Regions from separate parts of the Ovis aries genome. Here region 1 is linked to region 2. The links are chromatin contacts, called in public Hi-C maps. All regions are on one chromosome and are shown on one strand. Each heading gives the region's core, a stretch centred on a gene start, on an enhancer-like site or on the middle of the called end of the contact. The rest is flanking DNA. Distances are from core to core; before and after follow the strand shown. Region 1 holds the start of CXCR4 (C-X-C motif chemokine receptor 4). Region 2 has its middle 110 kb from the start of CXCR4.

Region 1 (4,379 bases), core at 744-3,243, 110 kb after region 2:
AATGCAGCTGACATTCTGGGTCAAAACACTGATTCTGCCACTACCAAGCTTCTTGAAAATCAAGCCATGGAACCTGTCTGAAATTCCAGCCCTTCAGCAGATAGAATGCCTCTCCTACCTAGCTTATGAAAATGTGAAGGTACTGATGTTTTATTAATGATTTTAAGTGCTTTTAAGGCTTTTTTTAAAACCTGCATAATATTATGATTGACTGTATCCAATCATTATTGCGACCTAAATTGACAATTTGTGAGTTTGAGTGAACTCTGGGAGTTGGTGATGGACAGGGAGGTCTGGCGTGCTGCAATTCATGGGGTCGCAAAGAGTCGGACACGACTGAGTGACTGAACTGACTGAACTGAACTGAGAAACTCCAATATCAGCTTTCAGTGGATGAGGACCTTCACTGGCAAATATTAGGAAATGGGTCCAGAAAAAAGATAAAAATTATGCTCTGCGAAGAAATGATTCCCAGTCTACACATTGTCTCGGGAATATCTCCAGATTGCAAGATTTTCTCTGGAAGAAAAGAAAGTGGTGCTTAGGGTCTAGTCTGGGCAAGCCTTTTTCTGGCGACGGTCCCAGGGTGGGAGGTGTCTGAGGCCCTCCTGGTAACGCAACCACTGCTCGCCAGTCGCCGCAGAAACTCACACCTCGGTCCCCGCTGTCACTCACTCCTGCAGTCACCCTCGCTTGCCTCACTATTTATCGGCCCCGCCCCTCACTTGGTCCCCGCCCCATCCAGGCTCTGCGTGCGGGCGGGAGGGAAGTGGCGCGAGACTCGAAAGCACTGTCTGAGCGACCACTGCAAACCCCAGCCGTCTGAGATACCTTTAAGCGTCCAGCCCCCACCCTTATTCCACCCTGCCCAGCTCTCCAACCGAATTTCTTACTGTTGCCAACGCTTGTTCTCCACATTAGGTTGGACAGCGGATGTGAGGCCAGTAGATCTGGGTTTGAGTCAGGCTTGTCATCTCCGGGCAACCCTGGAATTGCATGTCTGCGGATCTGTTTCTTGTTTCCTCCGCATGGGGGCCTTGTCAGGTTCACCGCTGTTTCCCCAGCTCCTAGAACAGTGCGTGGCATGCAGTCAGCCCTCACTAAATTATCTGTTGACTAAATGCATCTCTGTAATGATAACACCTACAGGGTGTTGTGAGAATGAATGAATCTGTGCAGCTACCTGGTGACATGTTAGGGAAGTACTCTTCGCTGAGTATCTCTTATAACACAGCACAACTTTTTCAAAAGCACTATTCACGAACTGGTTACCCGGGAACACACATCTACTTCTCTATCACTATCTCCCTCCAGAATTATGCCAAATCATCCGACCTTCGTCTGAAAATGTTTTCTGATTGTCGACACTTGACTCTAGCACTATTACGGTGGATGTGCATGTCTAGTTATATATAGTTGTGCTCTGAAGAAAGAATCTTTACTTGTTTCATTTTCTGAATGAACTGCATCTGCTCAAAGAGCAGGGAATGGACTCAAGATATTGGACCCACTGCTAGCATTGCCGCCTGCTGGTCGGGTTTCTCCGGCAAGTCACTTCCCCTCTCTGGACCTCAGTGTCTACATCTGTAGCTTTCCCGGGTCAGCAATACCACCCACGTGAGCAAGGACAGAACAGGGCGCGTCAATCGCCCGCGCTTTCCACCTCCTCCAAGCGCATCCTGCTTTCCCAACTTGGGACACGCCTCCAGGATGAGCTTCCCAGCTTAAGACTCACGAGGTGACCTCGAGGTAGAGCTAAAGGTAGCCGCTGAGGGCCTCCCAGGCTTACGCTGCCCGAGGGCCTACCCCTCCGCCCCTCCCTCGCGTCCCCCGCCCCCGCGTCTGCCCCTCTCCTGCACCCCGCCTTTCTCCCCGCCCTGCCCTCCCGCCCACCGGCGCGGCGCATGCGCCGCCCGCGGAGCGTGTTTTTATAAAAGTCCAGCTTCGGCCAGAAACTTCAGTGTGTTGGCTGTGGCAGCAGGTAGCAAAGTGACCCTGAGGACTTGAGTAGCCGGTAGCCCCCGCGGCTGGAGAGCAAGCGGTTACCATGGAAGGGATCCGTGTAAGTCCAGTTTCAACCTGTTTTTTCTTAAACGTGCAAACACCTGAATTTACAGCGCAACCGCTCTCTGAGTGGGCCGGAGCAACCAGACTATTGCAGGTGCCAGTGCCCGGAGAAAGGGTGTAGAAAGGAGATTTCGTGCGCTTGGCTACAGGAGGGGTGAGGCATGCTGGACTGAAATCTTTTTTAAGTAGAAGGAGAAAAGACTGGGACGACCGTTTCAATGGTTGCATGTATCTCCCCCTGAGTTCTGCGGCGCGCGCCGGTTTTGCACGCTGTTTGCAAACAGAAGAACACTGTGGAAAAGTGCAGAGATGTGTGCTCTGTCAGAGACCGTGGGTCTCTTCCTCGAGGGAGCGGGGGTTTCTTTTGGAGCAGATAACACGATCTGAATTTGGAGGTGGAGGGCGGTACTCCCGGGCAGAGTTACCAGAGGCGTTGGGCGCGTGTTCACTAAACTCCGCTACCCGCGGAGTTGTGCCAATGGCTGGGCACTTGTCGCTCAGTTGAGCTGTCTGCGCGTTGGTCGCAGCAGGGAGGTACTGGGAACAGCCCTCGCGCCTTGGGATCGAGGGAGAGACTTCGCGGGCGTCGCCAGCGCCGCGAGTGGGCTCCTGGGTTCTGGAATTTGGGGGTCGTGCAGAAGTTAAAGGAGTATAAATGGTCACAGTGCAGCAGCACCCCGAGTGTGCGCGGCGGGGACTGGGGGTGGAATGAGGGGCTGGAAGGGCACCTGGGCCGCCGGTGGTTGCGGTGCAGACAGGCAGGTGCAAGTGGAAGACGGTTTGCCTCTCACCGCGCCCAGTAGCGCCATTCAACCGTCGGTGGTTTCCTGGAACCTTTTGAAAACCCCTTACTAGGGAGGCTTTTCGTTTCCCCCAGCGGCGGGCGATTCAAAGGCTCCCGCGGCGGAGACGCCCAACCTCTCCCCAGCACCCAGTAGTACTTGCCCCTGGCGTGCGGCGGGGCCAAACCGCCGCAACCGCACTGGGCGGGCGGCAGGCGTGGGCTTGGTGGACAGCCGGGAGTGACGGAGCTGGACCACCCTGTCCCCAGCGTGCCCTCCGCCCGGAGGCTTCCCACTACAGACCTCCCACCTTTTACTGCATCATTGGCGGCATGGGAAGCGACTTGGGAGAGTGAGGAAATGAAACTTGGGGCGAGGACCACGGGTGTAGACCCCGTGACTTTCCCCTCCCATTAAAATTCTGTGCTCGCTAACGTCCCAAACGCGCCAAGTGATAAACAGGGGTTTGGCAAAGAAACAAACGGCCCTGAAGAGCGCCCATGAGCGGGCGTCGGGGCGGTTACCCACTCTGACAATCCTGCCCCCAAGCACCAAAGCCCTTCATTCAAGGCCGCATTCTCCTTCCTCACTACGTGTTGCTTGAAGTGCAGAATGATAAGTGTTTAGACAGTCGTGGAGAAAACAGTGTTTCATGCCTTGGAATAAGAATCTTTGGGACACTCCGCCCTTTCACACACACACACACCCCAGTGCTTCTTGCTCCCGGCTTCCCTATCCTGGCGAATCTTCGTTGAGAAAGTTAATCCCAGCCCCTCAGAACACGAGATTCTTCCCCCACTCCCACCCACGCTCCCACGCCGCCTTTGTGTTGTGTTTTGGTTTTTTGCCCCGGAGGTTTTTTCTTCTCTCCAGTGGGCGGGGCAAAAGAGTTAGCGAGGATGTAACTTAGGAAACCGAAGACTCTCATCGCCGTTTTGTTTTAAACAAAGAGTTTTGTAATTGGTTCTCCTAAAGAGGGATGTAATGAAGTGACTTGTGGGGGAAGATGGGAGGAGATCCGCAGGAGTCTAGAATTCCCTTATCCTTTTTACCCTGGTACTTTAGTGGGAGCAGAATTTCCTGAAGAAAGCTGGACTGAGTTGGTTTTTACAAATTGCTTTTTTTTTAATACCAGAAACATTGTTTTGAACTCGGAGAATACCTGCTGAACTTGAAAGTGAATGTCTGTTCCCTTGCCTGTTTTTCAGATATTCACTTCCGATAATTACACTGAGGATGACTTGGGCTCAGGTGACTATGATTCCATGAAGGAACCCTGCTTCCGGGAGGAAAATGCCCATTTCAACCGGATCTTCCTGCCCACTGTCTACTCCATCATCTTCCTAACTGGCATAGTGGGCAACGGATTGGTCATTCTGGTCATGGGTTACCAGAAGAAGCTAAGGAGCATGACGGACAAGTACAGGCTGCACCTGTCTGTGGCGGACCTCCTCTTTGTCCTCACACTTCCCTTCTGGGCGGTTGATGCTGTGGCAAACTGGTACTTTGGGCAGTTCCTCTGCAAGGCAG
Region 2 (4,006 bases), core at 518-3,017:
TTCTCACGGCCTTGATAACTTGGGGATGGTCTCATCTGCTTTGGACGTTACCCCAGCAACTTCAATCACATCTGACTCTTTGGTCTGTCTGGGTGAGAGTCTGCTTTTTATTGTGTGGTTTTGTTTCTTTTGTCAACTAAAAATGAAAGGCCAGTGTTCCCGACCCCCGTCGGCCTTGGAAGCTGACTGACACTGGCTGGGTCCCTTCCTTTCCCCTCTGAACCCTCCTATCCACTGGTGATGCCCGTCTTCCTGACCTCACGGGGTGACAGCAGAGAAGAAATGAGGTCATTTAGAAGACTGCACAGAAACAAGGGGGTTTTTTGGTTTGGGATTTTACTGGCTTTTTTTTCTCGTTTTAAATCATGACAGCCTATTGCCCTCTCTTTCCCTGGACTCAGGGGAGCACTTGATTCTGACTGAGGAATATCAAGGACTGCGTTGTTGAGCGAGCCCATCCCACACACACAGAATTACACAACTGGCCAGGCTTCCAAAGCCCTCCCCCATCATCACCCAGAGAAGAGGCAGGGAAGGGAGGACCCAGACAGGAGGGGATTTCCTCACTCTTGTGCCAGTGTTGGCTCAGATGCAAGAGGCCCAAACGTTTCCCAGCCCTGGGGTCCCTTGGCCTGAGGAAAGGTGGCTGAGAAAGATTTGGTCTCTGCCCCTCCTGCCCCGGGAAGCAGAGCCATCCAGGCCCTTCCTCTGAAGATGGAGCCTTTTTGAGTCGAACTGCAGCCTCAGAAGACCCCAGTGGACCTGCCCACAATGACTTTCCGACCCTTCACAACTGCCCTGTGCCACCATTCCCTGGTTCAGTGAAGGCTGCGCAGAGAAAGAGCAGAACGTCACGTATCCAGGGAGGGTTTCGATGTTATGGATTCCCCAGGCCCATCTCTCCCGCTCCCTACCCTGCCAGCCCCCCTTCCTCCCCCTCACCACCCCCCCAAGTCCCCCCCGCCCAAAGCTGCCATTGCCTTTATGGCAGAATAAATCTCCTCTCTCCCCATTATCTTAAATTCCCTGAACCCATCTGCCTTAACCAAAAAAGAAATAAGGTAAGTCTGGTACAGCTCAGGCCAGCAAAGCTCCTCTCCCCAGAGGGTCAGGAAGCTGTGTAAGTGATATATCATAAATATTCTATTCCTCGATATAAATGTCTTGGGGCTTTTATCCGCTTCCTCCCAAGTCAGGCCATTCCATGGAAAGAAAGTTTAAATGAAGTGAACCTTTTTAAGGAGCTTAAAATGTTCTCTTTCTTTGGAGAAAATAAGTAAATCTGCATTTAGTAGCTTTTTTTTTTTCCTTTGCGGGCCTGAAGTAGAAGCATTTTAACGGAACTGAACGCTTTGAAGAGGAGAGGAAACGGGAGACCAGTGAACCCCAGACTGGGAAAACAGGTGGGGGGAGGCAGCAGGAGGATAGCTAAGCCTGTCACCCCTGAAGCAGCCCCGTTCTGAGAGCAAGACCCCTGGCGCTTATTTAGGGAAAGAGAGCAGCTACTGAAGCGGTGGGGGTGGGGAAGATCAGCCCACCACGAGCACAACCACACAGTGAGAGAAAGTCCCAAAGTCTGAAAAACAAAAACACAAATAAGGAAGTATCTGAAGCTGAGAAAACCAGCGGACACCTGACAGCTTTCCTTACGTAAATCTCAGTTAGGATACCAAAACAAGTGACTAAAGCCAGCATCACTGATGAAGAAGTTGAACCCTGGTTTCTACAGTCGGATGACTAGAGTCAGAGGCTCTTAAAAACAGGAAGCGCCAGATGTAATATCAAATGACCCAGACAGTGAAAAGCGAGGCAGAACACTTAAATTGGAAGACAGGAAGTCACAGTCACGCCACAAACAATACAGATATTTGTCTGAGATATGTTTGGCCTGGTGCCCTGTCACGGACAGAAAATAGAAAAATGCAGCCAAGTTGAGCGTACTTATCAGAGGTGAGACCGAAAGAAATGGCCACCCTGACATCCTCTCGGGCAAAACCTCATCTCTGCAGTTGAGTAAAACTCCAGAAGTTATACTTCTGGGTTTAAAGTGCAACTTACAGGCCTAGGGCCAGATACCATTATTAAGCCCTGGGACTTAGCTCCCAAAATAAAACTCTTAGCCTCTCTGAGACTCCTTCACTGCTCAAGGTAAGAGTAGGGGGCAACCATCATTTCTGGCAGCTGTCATTCCTCCTCCGTGTAACAATAGCAAGTTCACTTTTGCCCCCTCTCGCCCAGTCTTAATCTTCCTTCAGCTAGCTCGAGTGAAGCCCCATTCCTCCGGGAGCTGCTGGGCTTTGGGATAGCCCCTCAGTGCAAACTGCATTGCCAATCCCTGTCCACACTGACCCTCTTTGAGCCCATGAACATGAGCCCTGGAATTCTGAAGGAACTCCTGGAAAATAGAAGCTCTTTATCAAGTAGAATTACTAATCTGATAGCACAAAATTTTATTGTTGCCAGAAGCCACTATATGGCTAGAGTCTGCTGAAGAATCAAATCCAACACAGAGGAAACCAGTGCATAATTAAGAAGAAAAAAAACAAGACTTCGTAGTATAATTATGAACTCCTGGATCCATCCTTACTTGAAGTTAGATCAGGCTCTTGGATTTTTCAGCTGTGAGAAATGAGATCTGATTTCAGGAGCAGAGATCTGTCACTTGCAGCTGAAGGGTCCTAATACAGTGAGCAAAGAGATTAGTCTCTGGTCTCTGTGAGATATTCAGAGGCACCTTCTCTCTTCTGCTAGTTCTTGGCAATAGTGGTCTGCAACCATACTGGCTATGAGACCTTAGCCAAGGTTCTTTGTCTCTGAGTCTTTCCTCCTCTGAAATGAGGGAGCTGAACAAAGAGAATTCTAGGGTTCAGACAAGGGCTGAAACTGTGATTTCAGAACTTTGTAATATTCTCTGAAATGTTTCAGATCCCTAAAAGCACTACCCAGGATACAATTGACTTTCCAATTCAGCAGATGATTTCTACATCTTTTCTGCATAGCCCAGAGGGTCAACATTTGTGTGGGGATTTTTCAGTGTTGCAGAATAGAGAAAAATGTAGGTTCTCTGGAAAATCTTGGTTCAGGCAAGTTCTGCAACTGAATGTTCCCTTTGACTCTCTTCTCTATGTCTGGGTAGCCAGGAGCCACAGGTATTAGAAATGGGAAAGGTATTAGAGATGGGAAAGTACCACCCTTCCCTGTCACCCAAGATTGCTATGATCCCTGGGTATGTGGCAGGCTGCTTGTATACCAGAGATATGTGAAAGCACATTCATCAGGAAAATATAAGCCTATAACTTTAAGTATACAACTTTTGGATGATCTAGAATGTGACCTACATCAGTCAAGATTATTTAGACTGTAAGTTACAGAGAGACCATTTCAAAATGGATCAAACAAACAGAAAAGATAACTTATTTGGCTCCTGTATAAAATGAAAAAAAAAATCATGTCTTCAGGAACAGCTGGATCCAGGTGCTCAGTTGCTACCTTCAGGAATATGCCTCTCTCTTTCTCTTAGCTTTACCTTATTCTCTGGGGAAGTTCTTAGATTTCTACCAGGTGTTCCAAGTTTATATCCATTTACCAAGTTAGCAACCTCACAAGAAAGAAAGTACCTCTTTGCCAATAGTGCCATTGAAAACCCCAGAACTAATACCCATCAGTCCAGCTTGACTCATGTGTGCCCGTCTCTGCAACAAGTACTGTGATGCTCATTGGCCAAACAGAGAGCACACACCGCATGTGTGTGCCCATGCACAGGACTCCGGAGGCGTAGTCAGCCTCATCTGGCCCACGTGGCCTAAGACCGAGGGAGGGCTGTCAACCCAAAGGAAAACTAAAATGCCACTTCTAGAGGAAAAGGAAATAAGTGCGTGGAAAACAACTGACAGACACTACCCAGCTCTGGGGCCACACGCCAAGGGCCCAACTCTCTGCAACATGTTTCTAGAACTAAAAGGAGAGGGAGTCATTCTTTTCCTCCTGCAGAGGGCCTCTCTCCCAG

What was found. A called contact is a pair of places that touch in the nucleus more often than the background predicts.
Region 1: a Hi-C map of liver shows a contact between it and region 2, with 1.9 times the contacts expected there. The contact joins the promoter of CXCR4 here to the enhancer-like site in region 2. A contact is called at or near these places in 3 of 16 Hi-C or Micro-C datasets (blood and liver).

What each region holds. Positions count from the first base shown.
Region 1 is chr2:174,725,538-174,729,916 of ARS-UI_Ramb_v3.0, forward strand. It overlaps CXCR4 (C-X-C motif chemokine receptor 4), which reads left to right and starts at 1,994. Exons shown (of 2, transcript NM_001277168.1): 1 at 1,994-2,062; 2 at 4,058-4,379. The coding sequence starts at 2,048.
Region 2 is chr2:174,614,139-174,618,144 of ARS-UI_Ramb_v3.0, forward strand. No RefSeq gene overlaps it. Among named protein-coding and RNA genes, the nearest start is that of CXCR4, 110 kb to the right of the region's middle. Within about 2 kb of position 1,768, at least 11 of the 54 cell types and tissues checked have an H3K27ac peak or open chromatin away from gene starts, as enhancers often do. A contact at or near this core is called in liver, where this site is marked.